Linked DNA regions of Mus musculus: region 1 is linked to region 2. A link is a contact called in public HiChIP or PLAC-seq data. All regions are on one chromosome and are shown on one strand. The core of a region is the stretch at or near the end of the contact, and the rest is flanking DNA. Distances in the headings are between cores, read along the strand shown. Region 1 holds the start of Catsperg2 (cation channel sperm associated auxiliary subunit gamma 2). Region 2 holds the start of Ryr1 (ryanodine receptor 1, skeletal muscle).

Region 1 (5,514 bases), core at 10-2,509, 600 kb after region 2:
CTTGCTCTTCTCTGTTCCAGTTCTTGGAACTCCTAACCTACCAAGTCCCTCTTTTTTTTCTTGTCTTGCCAGAGTGTTTTCCTTACCACTACGCCCCTCAGGGGACTTGGCTCCGCCCTCACAAGGTTCCCCGCCCTCACACTGCTCTTCGCCACGCCCCTTTTCGCTCCTGCTCTGCTTCTAGTCTTCTTCCTCATCCACACCTCCTTACTCGCTAGGCGCTTTGCCTTGGCTTAAAGTCTGAATCTTTCTGGAAATCAGATCCTGCTCAGCTTTCTCTCCTGGCCACGCCCCTGGTCCTGGCTCCAGTCTGAAGTGTTGTGGTAGAGCGGATCTTCACTCTGCCTTCTCTCTTGGCCACGCCCCTGGTCCTGGTTCAGGCCCCAAGTGTTGCAGTAGTTCGAATCCTCACTGTCTCCTCTCTTGGCCACGCCCCTGGTCCTGGCCACTTCTCCCTGGGTCCAGGGCAACCTGGCCCTCCTGCTCGTCGCACCCCTTTTCTTTAAAGCCCTTCTCCCGCCTTGGTGATTTCTCCTCAGCACCAGCTCGCCCCGCCGGGCCACCTTCTCCTTAGGGAACCTTTCCTGGTCGTGGGGCCTCTCTACTCCTTGGGGTCTCTCCTCGCCTCCGGTTGTTTCCTCGCAGGGTAGTCGCTCCTCACTGCAGTCCGTTCTCTCTCTACCAGACCTGTCCTCCCATTTGGCTCTCTCTTTACCGAACCCCCTCTGGTAAACAATTCTCTCCTTGCCCCAGTTTGTGTCTCTGCCTGGACTTCGCTCCTGATCTCTGGGTCTCTCCTGGGTAAAGATGGTCCTCTGGCCGCAAGACCTCCCGTCATTCCACACCCACGCTGACTTCGCGATCCTCACTGTCCCCACCAACACCTTTTCCCTCCACCTTCTCTCATCTCTCCTGTCCATTCCCTGAACATCCACCTGCCCTATGCCCCGCCTCTTCTAGCCGCACCCAAACCCATCCTTCAGGCCACGCCCTGGCCTTCACCTCGCCCTTTCTTTGCCTGGCCCTGCTCTTTTCCCAGCCTTTCCTTGCCTTGCCTCCCACCCCTCCCCTCTCCTTCTCAACTCCCCCCCCCACACACACACACCCCATCATCCCCTAGGATGGCACCGTCCTCTTCTCCCCGCCCCACCGTACCAGTCACTTGGTTAAAACCGGTCAACCATTGCTTGGCAGTGCCTGTTCAACCCCTCTTTCCAGCTCCTAAAATGGCTGCTTGGACTTCCACCTTGCACGAGGCAGGCCTGCGTGGCTTGCGCGTTTCCATGGTAACGCGAATTTTCCCAGCACGGGCCCAAGGCCTTGAGAGCAGGGCTCTAGCAAGTCAGGCTCTCAGATGTGTGACAGGCTAAAAATGCTGGAAACCTGTAGCTTTGTTCTCAGAAGGAAACAGAGGAATTTATAATGGTTGTTCTGACAGAGGCACTGTTCATGTTTGACCTCTAGATCAAAACTTCTCCTGAGGAGCCAAGATGTTCCAGAACCTTTGTGTGTTTGAGCTAATGTGATCTGGAGGTGGGCAGATCTGGAAGTGGGCAGATCATATTCAAGTAGGAGGGTAGTTAAATATTAGCCAACTTAGGCTTGAGCGTTTTTGTGGAGGGCCTTTTGAGGTACCGCTTGGCAGGAGTCTGACATTGGCCTAGGACAAGGAAATGGGCTTCACACAGGAATCTGACATTGGCCATGACAGGGACATAAGTTCAGGCAGGAATCTAGCATTAGGGCATGATAAGGAAGTAAGTTTCTTGCTTAGGCAAGAATCTAACTTTAGGGGCTGGAGAGATGGTTCAGCGGTTAAGAGCATTGACTGCTCTTCCAGAGGTCTTGAGTTCAATTCCCAGCACCCACATGGTGGCTCACAACCATCTGTAATAGGATATGATGCCCTCTTCTGGTGTGTCTGAAGACAGCTACAGTGTACTCATATAAATAAAAAATAATTAAAAAGTTTTTTTAAATGGATCAGTTTGCATTCTTCTACATGCTGACTGCCAGTTGAACCAGCACCATTTGTTGAGAATGCTGTCCTTTAAAAAAAAAAATCTAACTTTAGGCTATAATAGGGAAGTGGGGTAAGGCAGGAATTTTAATCTTAGGGTGCAACAAAAGAAGTAGGCTTCAGGCAAGATTTTGGGCTTGGACAAGGAAGTGGGCTCAAGTATTTTGGTCATTATGACAAGCACTTTTAAACACCTGTCACAGGAGTAATCACGGGACTTTTGCTTACTGCCTTGTTAGTTCCTTACTGTACTGCTCGCCCTGAATACTTGCATGAAATTAAAATACTATACAAAGCAGATTGGGAAAATTGCCTTCAGTCTCAGAATTGACTGGGGTCATGCTACTTAGAGCCCCCTGCCCATGACTGTCAGCAAGCTCTTGCTAAGGCACATGGGTGGCATAAAGATCTGACAGACCAGCCACTAGAGGGTGCAGACATTACCTGGTTGACAGACAGGAGCAGCTATCTAGAAGAAGAGAGGAAACATGCTGGAGCAGCTGTGGTAGACAGAGACACCAAGTTATCTGGACACAGGCCCTGCTAGATGACGTATCGGCCCAAAAGGAGGAACTGATCACTCTCACTAAGGCCTTGGAATTAGAAAAAGAAAGAAGACAAAACATCTACATAGATAGCAGGTATGCTTTTGCCACAGCCCACGTCCATGGGGCCATATATCAACATAGGTTGGGAGGAAAAAAAATAAAAACAAAGAGGAAATACTGGCTCTACTGAGAGCCCTCCATGACCCTGCCAGGGTAAACATCATCCACTGTCCTAGTCACAAGAAGAGAGATACCGTGATAGCAAGGAACAACAACATGGCAGACCAAGAGGCACAAGCAATTTCAGCCATGGCCCTGCCGGTGCTCCTGGCAACAGAGCCGAGTTTACCTACACAGCAGAGGACTTACCCCTCATTTCCAAAGATTCCAGTCACCAGTTCAACAAAAAGAAGGAACTGTGGTACACCTCCAGGGAAAAGAAAATCCTGCCACAAAGACAAGCAGAGGCTATGATCAAACAAATGCATCAATGGACTCATTTAGAGATATGCAATCTCATGCAGACATTTTTCAAGACTAAGTATCATGTACCAGGGTTAAAACACCTTGTGGACCAGGTGGTGCACAAGTGTGTGCCCTGACAAAAAGTCAATGTCTGCCACACCATGGTGGATCCAGGAAAGAGGTACTGGGGAGACAGACCCAGCATCTACTGGAAGGTAGACTTTACTGAAGAAAATATGGGTATTAATATCTTCTGGCTTTTCCCTGTAAAAATGAGACTGCTCAGTTGTTCATCAAGAAGATTATTGAAGAAAAATTTCCAAGGTTCAGAGTGCCAAAAGCAGTAGGGTTAGGTAATAGCCCTGCCTTTGTTGCCCAGGTAAGTCAGGGTATGGCCAAGTATTTAGAGGTCGAATGGAAATTACATTGTGTGTACAGACCTCAGAGTTCAGGACAGGTAGAAAGGATAAATAGAACCCTAAATGAGACCTTGACAAAATTAACCATAGAGACAGGTGCAGACTGGGTGGTGCTCCAGAAATACTCCCTCTCAATTCAGTCTTACTCCTTTATGGGGCTCTTGCACCTCTCATGGTCTTAAATGATGTGATTGAACCCACATGTTGTTGTAATAATGATCTGTATGCTAAGTTAAAAGGCTTGCAGGTGGTGCAGAAAGAAGTCTGGTCACAACTGGCTACATCAAACGAGCTGGTACTCTAAAGACATCTCACCATTTCCAGGTCAGAGATCTAATCTATGTGCACCAGCATTGCACCCAGACCCTGGAGCCTCGCTGGAAGGGTCCCTGCCTAGTCCCATTTACTACCCCTTCTTATCCTGTTTCTGCTCTTAACCCTTGGCCCATGCATCCTTGATTGCTTAAGTACAGTACAAATTTTGATGCTCAGACAACAATATCATTAGCTTCAACAAAGTGAGACATCATTTCAGGATTGAAATACACCAGAGAAAAAAAGGGAGAATGTAGAATTCAAAATAAATTCAAGACCACCCAACCCTTTCCCCCTTTGAAGGGACTTTTCAAACTGTAGAACTTTAGCTGTCAGAATGACCATGACTTTTGCATTTTGGTTCAGATGGTGCCTAGCTTATTATACCACCCTTATGACTAAGTTTAGAGATCCTAAATAATGACCAGACCAAGTCTACAGCTGCCAGAACAAGATGAGCTGTTCTCAGAAAAACTACCATAACAAAAATAACAGTTCTGACAAAACAAACAAACAAACAAACAAAAAAAAGAAAAACCTACCCCGCCTCACACCAAATTCCCGAGGAAGACCACAAACCGCCCTTACCTTGGCAGAATTTCCCGTAATGTTAATAGCTGACACATAAATTCAAAATCACAAGGGCAGGCAGAGTGAGGGAGGGACTAGGCCAAAGGGTTACTTAGTCACCCTATACAAACCAACTAATGCCTGAAAGGGTTACTTGCTACACCAATTAAAATAAGCCAGCTAGCCCTGTTGCCTAAATCTGCCCTTTACAAGGTATAAAAAGTGTGTTCTTTCTTTGTTTGGGTTCTCTCCTCTTGCCTGCATGCTGGCGGTGGTGGGGGGTGGGGTCCCTATCACGTTGGAACAATAAAAAAAAAAAAAAAAAAAAACTTGTGGTTTACAGTGATGTCAGTCTCTGTGGTCTTTGTGAGTGAGGGTCTTTTGGCAGTCTCCAACACCCCTACTCTGAAGGTGGGCCATTTGGAGAAACAGAGAGTAACTAACTTGCCCTTGTTTACTACTGCTAACAAGTTTTCTCCTCTTTCCCTAACTTCCCTCTAGTGGTTAACTAGGATGTTTAATGGAGTAGATTCAGTCTGTCCCATGTCCAAAAATAACGTCAGTCCAAGTCCAAGAACACAGAAAAAGACAGTTAACACAGAGACAGTTTGCCCTTGCCACAGACACAGAAAACAGGTTATAGCAAGGCTCCTGCTGTTTCCAAAAGTCTTCCCATATCAATCGACCACACCAGACCAGCCAACACTGTGTTCGAGAGCCAAAAGTGAAAGCAGAAGAGAGAGAGACAAACACATAGGCGCCTGTTGCCATTGCTGAGCTAGGTCTTTTTCCCTCCCATCAGTCTAGTTGGTGGTTGTTCAGGGGGCTTTCTCAAATCCCAGATGACCCCCCAAATGTAATACCCCCACAACCCTCAGTCAGTGGTACTTATTTTGAGACACCCCTGAGAGAGACACCAAAATGCAGATTGATGCAAAAGCAAGAGGTTTATTTTCTGGAGCATCAGGGTCGACCTTCAATCAGTGCCTAAGTCGAGTGACTAGAAGGCGACCCCTGAATGGCTATTACAAGCAGGTTTTATACGTTTTAGGGCTATAGGTTATATCAGCAAGGTTACAGTTCAAATCTATTGGCTAAGAATACTGACCTTTAAATCTATTGGCTAGCAAGCATGACACGCATTTGAACTCTACCTGGTACTTTCCAGAGGGTCAGG
Region 2 (6,237 bases), core at 3,438-5,937:
GCAGATACAAAGGGACAGGGAGATGGGTGGCATTGGGGTCCATGATGAAATTCACAAAGAATCGAGAGAGAGAGAGAGAGAGAGAGAGAGAGAGAGCACTAGCTGCTCTTCCAGAGGACCCAGGTTTGACACTCAGCACCTACACCATCTGTAATTCCTGTCCAAGGGAACCTGACGCCTCTTCTGCAGGCGCTAACGTGGTACACAGACACACGTGCCAACAAGCGCTTGTACACATAAAATCTCGATAAGAAGTAAACTTTTTATACATCCTCTCAGAGGTCACCCTGCAAATTCCCAAGCACAAACATCTTCTAATCCTGAGTGGCAGGTCACAAAGACAGTCTGCAATCCCTCGGCCTGGTCCAGGAGGAGACAGAAGCATGGCCGAGTGACAGTGGCTCTGTCCTGGTGTCTCCATGCTGACATCCTGGTACTCACTGGGCATCTGTATACCCATAGTAATTATGCAGCCTGGACATTATTTAGCAAGAATGTACTGGCTGTCTTATGCTTACGGCCTCCACTCATTTCACACACACTTCCTGAGTATGTACTACCTACCTGCCAGGCACTGACCTCACTGCATCAAATACAGTAGGGAAACCCTGCACCCAGCGAGCTGATACGCTCATGTGTATGTCACCAGCCATCAACAAGTGAGTAAATACATAAGCTTATAGTTAGTGGTAGGTGTTCTGGGAAAAAAAATAAGTCAGTGTGATATAACAAAGTAATATTGAGGTAGGTGGGGAGAAGTGACACACAGCTAGCCCAGAAGATGACCTTTGACCTTTGGGTCTTGTTCAAATAGAAAAAAAAAAAAAAAAAAGCACGGAAGAGTGTTCCAGTGGGTGCAGGAGGTGTTAAGAGCTTCCGGGAGTGGTGGCGCATGCCTTTAATCCCAGCACTCAGGAGGCAGAGGCAGACAGATTTCTGAGTTCGAGGCCAGCCTGGTCTACAAAGTGAGTTCCAGGACAGCCAGGGCTATACAGAGAAACCCTGTCTCGAAAAAACAAACAAACAAACAAACAAACAACAAAAAAAGAGCTGACAAGTGAGATGAGATTGTGGGAAGGTGATACGAGGTCACTTTGAATTCTTATTGGGTGGTTTTTCTTCTTTTTTTTTTGTTTTTGTTTTTTCTTTCCATTTCTCTGGATAAGGAAACTGAGCTCAGAGGGAAAAGTTCAAGTCATTTTCCCAAACAGAGAAAGTGAGTGAGTGGCAAAGCCAGCATGTAGCAGGGAGTCTGATCCTGACAGCAAACCTAGTCATACAGAGTTGACTCCCACGGTCTCCTGTAGGAGGATGACGTGAAGAGGAGCCCTGGCTCCAGTCGCTGCTTCCCAAACTGGTTGAAAGGATGCACATCTGGCGTCTCATCCACTCCAGAAGCCGAGGCAGAAGCTTGAGTCCAGGAGTTCAAGACCAGCCTGGACAGTATATTGAGACACTATCTCGATAGATAGATAGATAATAGATAGATAGAGATGATAGGCAGACAGATGATAGAGAGACGATAGACAGATAGGCAGACAGACCGATGACTAAATGAGTATATGGTTGGTAGATAATCAACAAAGAAGTACAGACTACAATTAAATAGTGCAATTTCCAAAGCCAAGAATAGCTGGGTGGAGGGATATCTTTAAACCCAGCACCTGCAGGGGTTAGGAAGCAGAGGCAGGCAGATTTCTGAGTTCGAGGCCAGCCTGGTCTACAGAGTGAGTTCCAGGACAGCCAGGGCTACACAGAGAAACCATCTCGAAAAGAAACACACAAACACAAACAAATAAAAAAGAAAAGGAAGAAAAGCCAACACCAAGCAAGATAGCTCAATGCCTATTGTTATTCCAAATATTTTAGAAGTGGAGACAGGAGGATATGGAATTCAATATAAATGTATCTGAGGGAAAAAAATCAGTGTGTGCACACACACCTTTAAGCCCCGCACTCAGGAGGCAGAGGTGGGGGATTTCTAAGTTCCAGGCCAGCCTGGTCTACAGAAAACACAGAGAAACCCTGTCTCAAAAAACCAATCCCCCCAAAAGAAAAGCATTGGGGAAGCAGAGGCAGGTGGATCGCCGCAGTGAGGTTGAGGAGAGCGGGACCTGCATGGGGAGTTCTAGGCTAGCCAAGAGCTTTTTTTTTTTTTTTAAGTGAGTGTGAATGTTCGCTGGGGTTGTCTGTAGTATCAAAATAGTTAAGATGTGACTAGCTCAGTGTGCACAAGTGAAGATACAGGCGAATGTGTGGTGTAGTCACACAACAGGATATCACTAAGCTCCTCCACAAACCAAATTCAGGCTAGACACAGGCTACATGTCAAAAACTACCCTGAGCGGAAAGACAGACAAATGAGCGCACTTCATATATGAAATGCCACTGGTAACTGATAGAGTGTATGTGGTAGACAGCTCGGACGGAGTGATTGCTACAAATGGTGGGAGGGGCCTCCCGGGGTGAAGGAAGGGTTTCGATGCTGGTTACTTGGTCAGCACAGTGTGTCAAAACCCACACACACCAGACATGGTGGTGAATGCCTGCAAGCCCAGGACTTGAGAGGTGGAGACAAAAGGATCAGGAGTTCAAGGTCACCCTTGGCTATGTGTCAAGTGTGAAGCCAGCTTTCCGTACACACAGAGCCTCTCTAACACCGCCCCGTTTGAATCTCTATAATTTATAGCTCGTCAGTTATACCATAGTCAAGTTGATGGTTTGGTTTGGTTTGGTTTGGTTTGGTTTGGTTTGGTTTGGTTTGGTTTGGTTTGGTTTGACACTAAGTTTTCCTAGGTAACTTAGGCTGCTCTTGAACTTACAACATTGCCCAGGCTGGCCCAGCACTGGAATCATGGATCTATACCACCACAACCTGCTTTAAAGTTGGAATTTTTGTTTGTTTGTTTGTTTGTTTGTTTAATAATACCAATAAATACATAAGCCACGCCCTGGGTTGCTATACAGATTCTTTCTTATAGGGGGGGGATATGATGTAAACGAGGGGTTTTTTTGGTTGTTTGGTTGTTTGGTTGGTTGGTTTTTGGAAGAAAGTACCACACAACCCCAGTAACATTGAGGCAAGCAGACCCATCCTGGGGCCTTTGACCCCCTGACACTGGCTACCCTAGCAAGCCTGGTCCAGATTTCCTCTTTTGAAAGCAAACCTTGGCCTCCCAGGGCACTCAGGGAGGCCACTTCCTGGCCTTGACCTTGGGCAAGTCTACCACATGGGGCTTGGTTTCCCTCAAATCTCCCTGGGAGATAAAGATAGGGCCCTACCTCAGAAGATAGGGCAATGAGAATATAATTAGACACCTCAGGAGGCTGAGGCCCTGGGCACGGGGCCTGGTGCAGTGACTGCTCAGCAGCTGGGAGCCACAGCCATTGGCTTACTAGGGCAATGGAAAGCCATGGTGTAGGCTAAGGGGCTGGGGCTGGGGAGAGGCCCTCCTCCAGTGGCTTCACAGTCCAGCTGTCCCCATCCTTCATTACCAGCCCCAGCTGTTTGTTCCTCCCTCCCAAGAAACCGGACCCAGCCTACCAGGGTCCTATTCTGGGTCAGGAATGCTGCGTCAGCATTTCTGTGTGGACCCAGGACCTCGGGGGTGGGGGGTTGGGGGGGAGAGAGTGCAGGGTCAGCAGACCTGGCCCCAACAGAGACCATCTCCCATATCCAACCCCCATCTCAGCCCATGGGAGGATATGGTGGGAAGGACTAAGAAAAAGGCAGCCCCTCCCCCTCTTGTCCCCTCCCTGTCCCCTACCCAGAGCCCAGAAAAGAGGGCTATTCTGGGAGAGACACCTGTTGTCCCAAGTCCCATCCCTGCCCCCAGCTGGAGATCTGAGATTCAGAGAGACAGGATCAGAGGGACAGCCACACGCAGAAGGCTGAAGCCAAGGGCCAAGAGACAGAGACTCAGACATAAGATATACCAAGGAGCTGAGAAAGACTTCATCACCCAGGTACCCTCAGAGGCCATTAGCTGACATAGTTAAATCCTCCTCGCCAAAACCGAGGGGAAAAGTACATTGAAGCTCCAAGAGACCCCCAAGGAGACGGCCAAAGACTAGGAGTTGAAAAGAAAGGTGTTGTCCAGCCCACCCCAGCCCCCTTCCCAAGAATTTAAATAGGTCAGAGCCTGGAGCAAGAAGGGAATGAGGGCTGGGGTGGCGGTGGAGGACAGCTAAATTAAGCCCAAGAATTAGAACCACCTTCCTCAAGTGCCTGCTTCCAGAACGGCAGGAGGCGGGGTGCTTCCTCAATGACCCCAAATCTCTTATGTCAGGAGAGGGCGTCTGAGGATCCCACCCTCTCCTGCCCACTCGGTCCTCCTAAATCCTGCTAATTCTCCGTGGTCGAAAAGGTGATGAGAAAAAACGGAAAGACAAAGTGACCTCGGATTTCAGAGACCACCAGCAAGCAGGGAAGAGACAGAGAGACTCTCAGAAAAGTAAGCAAGAAATCACCCAAGACCTCCGGACCCAGACAAAAACGTACCGTCCGCAAAAACTGGACCTCGTCCTCGCCTTCACCTCCTCCATCACCCATGATGGCAATCCCCGGGTGTCCCGGGCTAGGGTCTGAGGATGGCGAGAGGGGGCTGCAGGCTTGGCGGGGAACCTGAGGGCGGGCTGGGGTCGGAGACCTCTAGGGAAGCCAGAGGCACCCGCGAGGGAGATGGAACTGCAGGAAGCATGCCCTGTGCGGGACACAATGAGAGAAGGTCCCCGCCCCACCGCACACCCATTGGGCAAGCATGGGACAAGCTACGCCCCTGTTCAGAACCCCGCCCACAGCACAAACTCTTGGTGGAAGGTGTTCGTTCTCTCCAGTGAACTGGGTGTCTAGAAAGTAGCTGAGTGGCCATGGTCACAGTGAGATATCATGTATATATTTGTTTGGCTGGCTCTCCCTTTACCCCTTCCTCTCTCCCTCCCCTTCCCCTCCCCCTCCGAGTGTCATGTACTTCAGAATGGCCTTAAACTCCACATGTAGTCAAGAGTGATCTTGAACCTCTGGCCCCATCTGATTTATGTAATGCCGTGGTTCAAACCCTAGATCACTTGCATGCCAGGCAAGCATTCTACCATTGGGCTACACCCTCAGCCTAGTTCCATCCCTTTCTTAATGGCTAAACTGAGCTTCACCCTTGCTGCAGAATCACACAGTTGTAGCTTGGATGCACACCACATCCCCTAACATTAAAAAAAAAATCACTTAGTACCAGACAGAGTGGTATGGCTTATCATCCAAGCTCTGAAGAGATTGAGGCAAGAGGATTGTAAATCTGGAGTTGGGACCGCATAATAAGAGCCTATCTCAGTGTCAACCAGCCAGACCCCCTGGAACTCCGGGGGACTGGACCACCAACAAAAGAATACACATGGAGGGACCCATGGCTCCGGCCGCATATGTGGCAGAGGATGGCCTTGTTGCACATCAGTGGGAGGAGTGGCACTTGGGCCTAAGGGTGTTCAATGGATGCCCCAGTATAGGAGAATGCTATGGTGGGAAGACAGGAGTGGGAGGGTGGATGGGGGAGCACCCCCATAGAAGCAAGAGGAGGGGGGATGGGATAGAGGGTTTCCGAAGGGGAGATCTGGAACAGGGAAAATTTTTGAAATGTAAATAAAGAAAAGGAAGAAAAAAAAAAAAAAGACCCTGTATCAAAACAGAGACAAAAACAGGGCTGCAGGCATGCCCTAGTCGATATAATGTTTATCTAGCTGTCACAAAGCCCCGGGTTCCATCCATAAACTGGGAGTGGCCATGTGAGTCTGTAATTCCAGCAAGCAGAAAGGATCAGAAACTCAAAGTCAACCTCAGCTCCCTAGCTGGAGGCCAGCCTGTGCTACCTGATACCCTGTCTCAAAACTGGGGGGCAGGGGCATGGGTGTGGGAGGGGGGAGAGAAAACACCAGCCTGACCTTGAACTCGCAAACATCCCAGGCCTCTGCCTCCCAGCACTGAGGTTAAACAAATGCGTCACCCCACCCCACCCTACCCCACCCCACCCCACCCCACCCCACCCCACCCCACCCCCGAGCCCCCAGCTAAAACCTGCCTTTTGAAGTAGTCCTGACTGATGTCTCTTACCCACCTGTTGCAGTTCAGGTGTGAGCTAAGATCTTTTTATTACCACTAGTTTCTCACAACCATGCTATTATTGGCATGCTTAACAGCCAGCAGAAAATAAAAGCACGTGGCCCCTGCGGAGATCTCCTAAATGCCCT

The links. HiChIP or PLAC-seq counts read pairs in DNA pulled down with a chosen protein or histone mark.
Region 1: a contact with region 2 is called in an H3K4me3 HiChIP or PLAC-seq map of embryonic stem cells, with 4 times the contacts expected there. The contact joins the promoter of Catsperg2 here to the promoter of Ryr1 in region 2. A contact is called at or near these places in 1 of 115 datasets of contacts at active chromatin or transcription factors (embryonic stem cells) and 2 of 9 other capture datasets (liver and pancreatic islet).

What each region holds. Positions count from the first base shown.
Region 1 is chr7:29,725,773-29,731,286 of GRCm38.p6, forward strand. It overlaps Catsperg2 (cation channel sperm associated auxiliary subunit gamma 2), which reads right to left and starts at 1,260. Exons shown (of 29, transcript NM_029714.4): 1 at 1,156-1,260.
Region 2 is chr7:29,120,464-29,126,700 of GRCm38.p6, forward strand. It overlaps Ryr1 (ryanodine receptor 1, skeletal muscle), which reads right to left and starts at 4,688. Exons shown (of 106, transcript NM_009109.2): 1 at 4,502-4,688. The coding sequence starts at 4,552.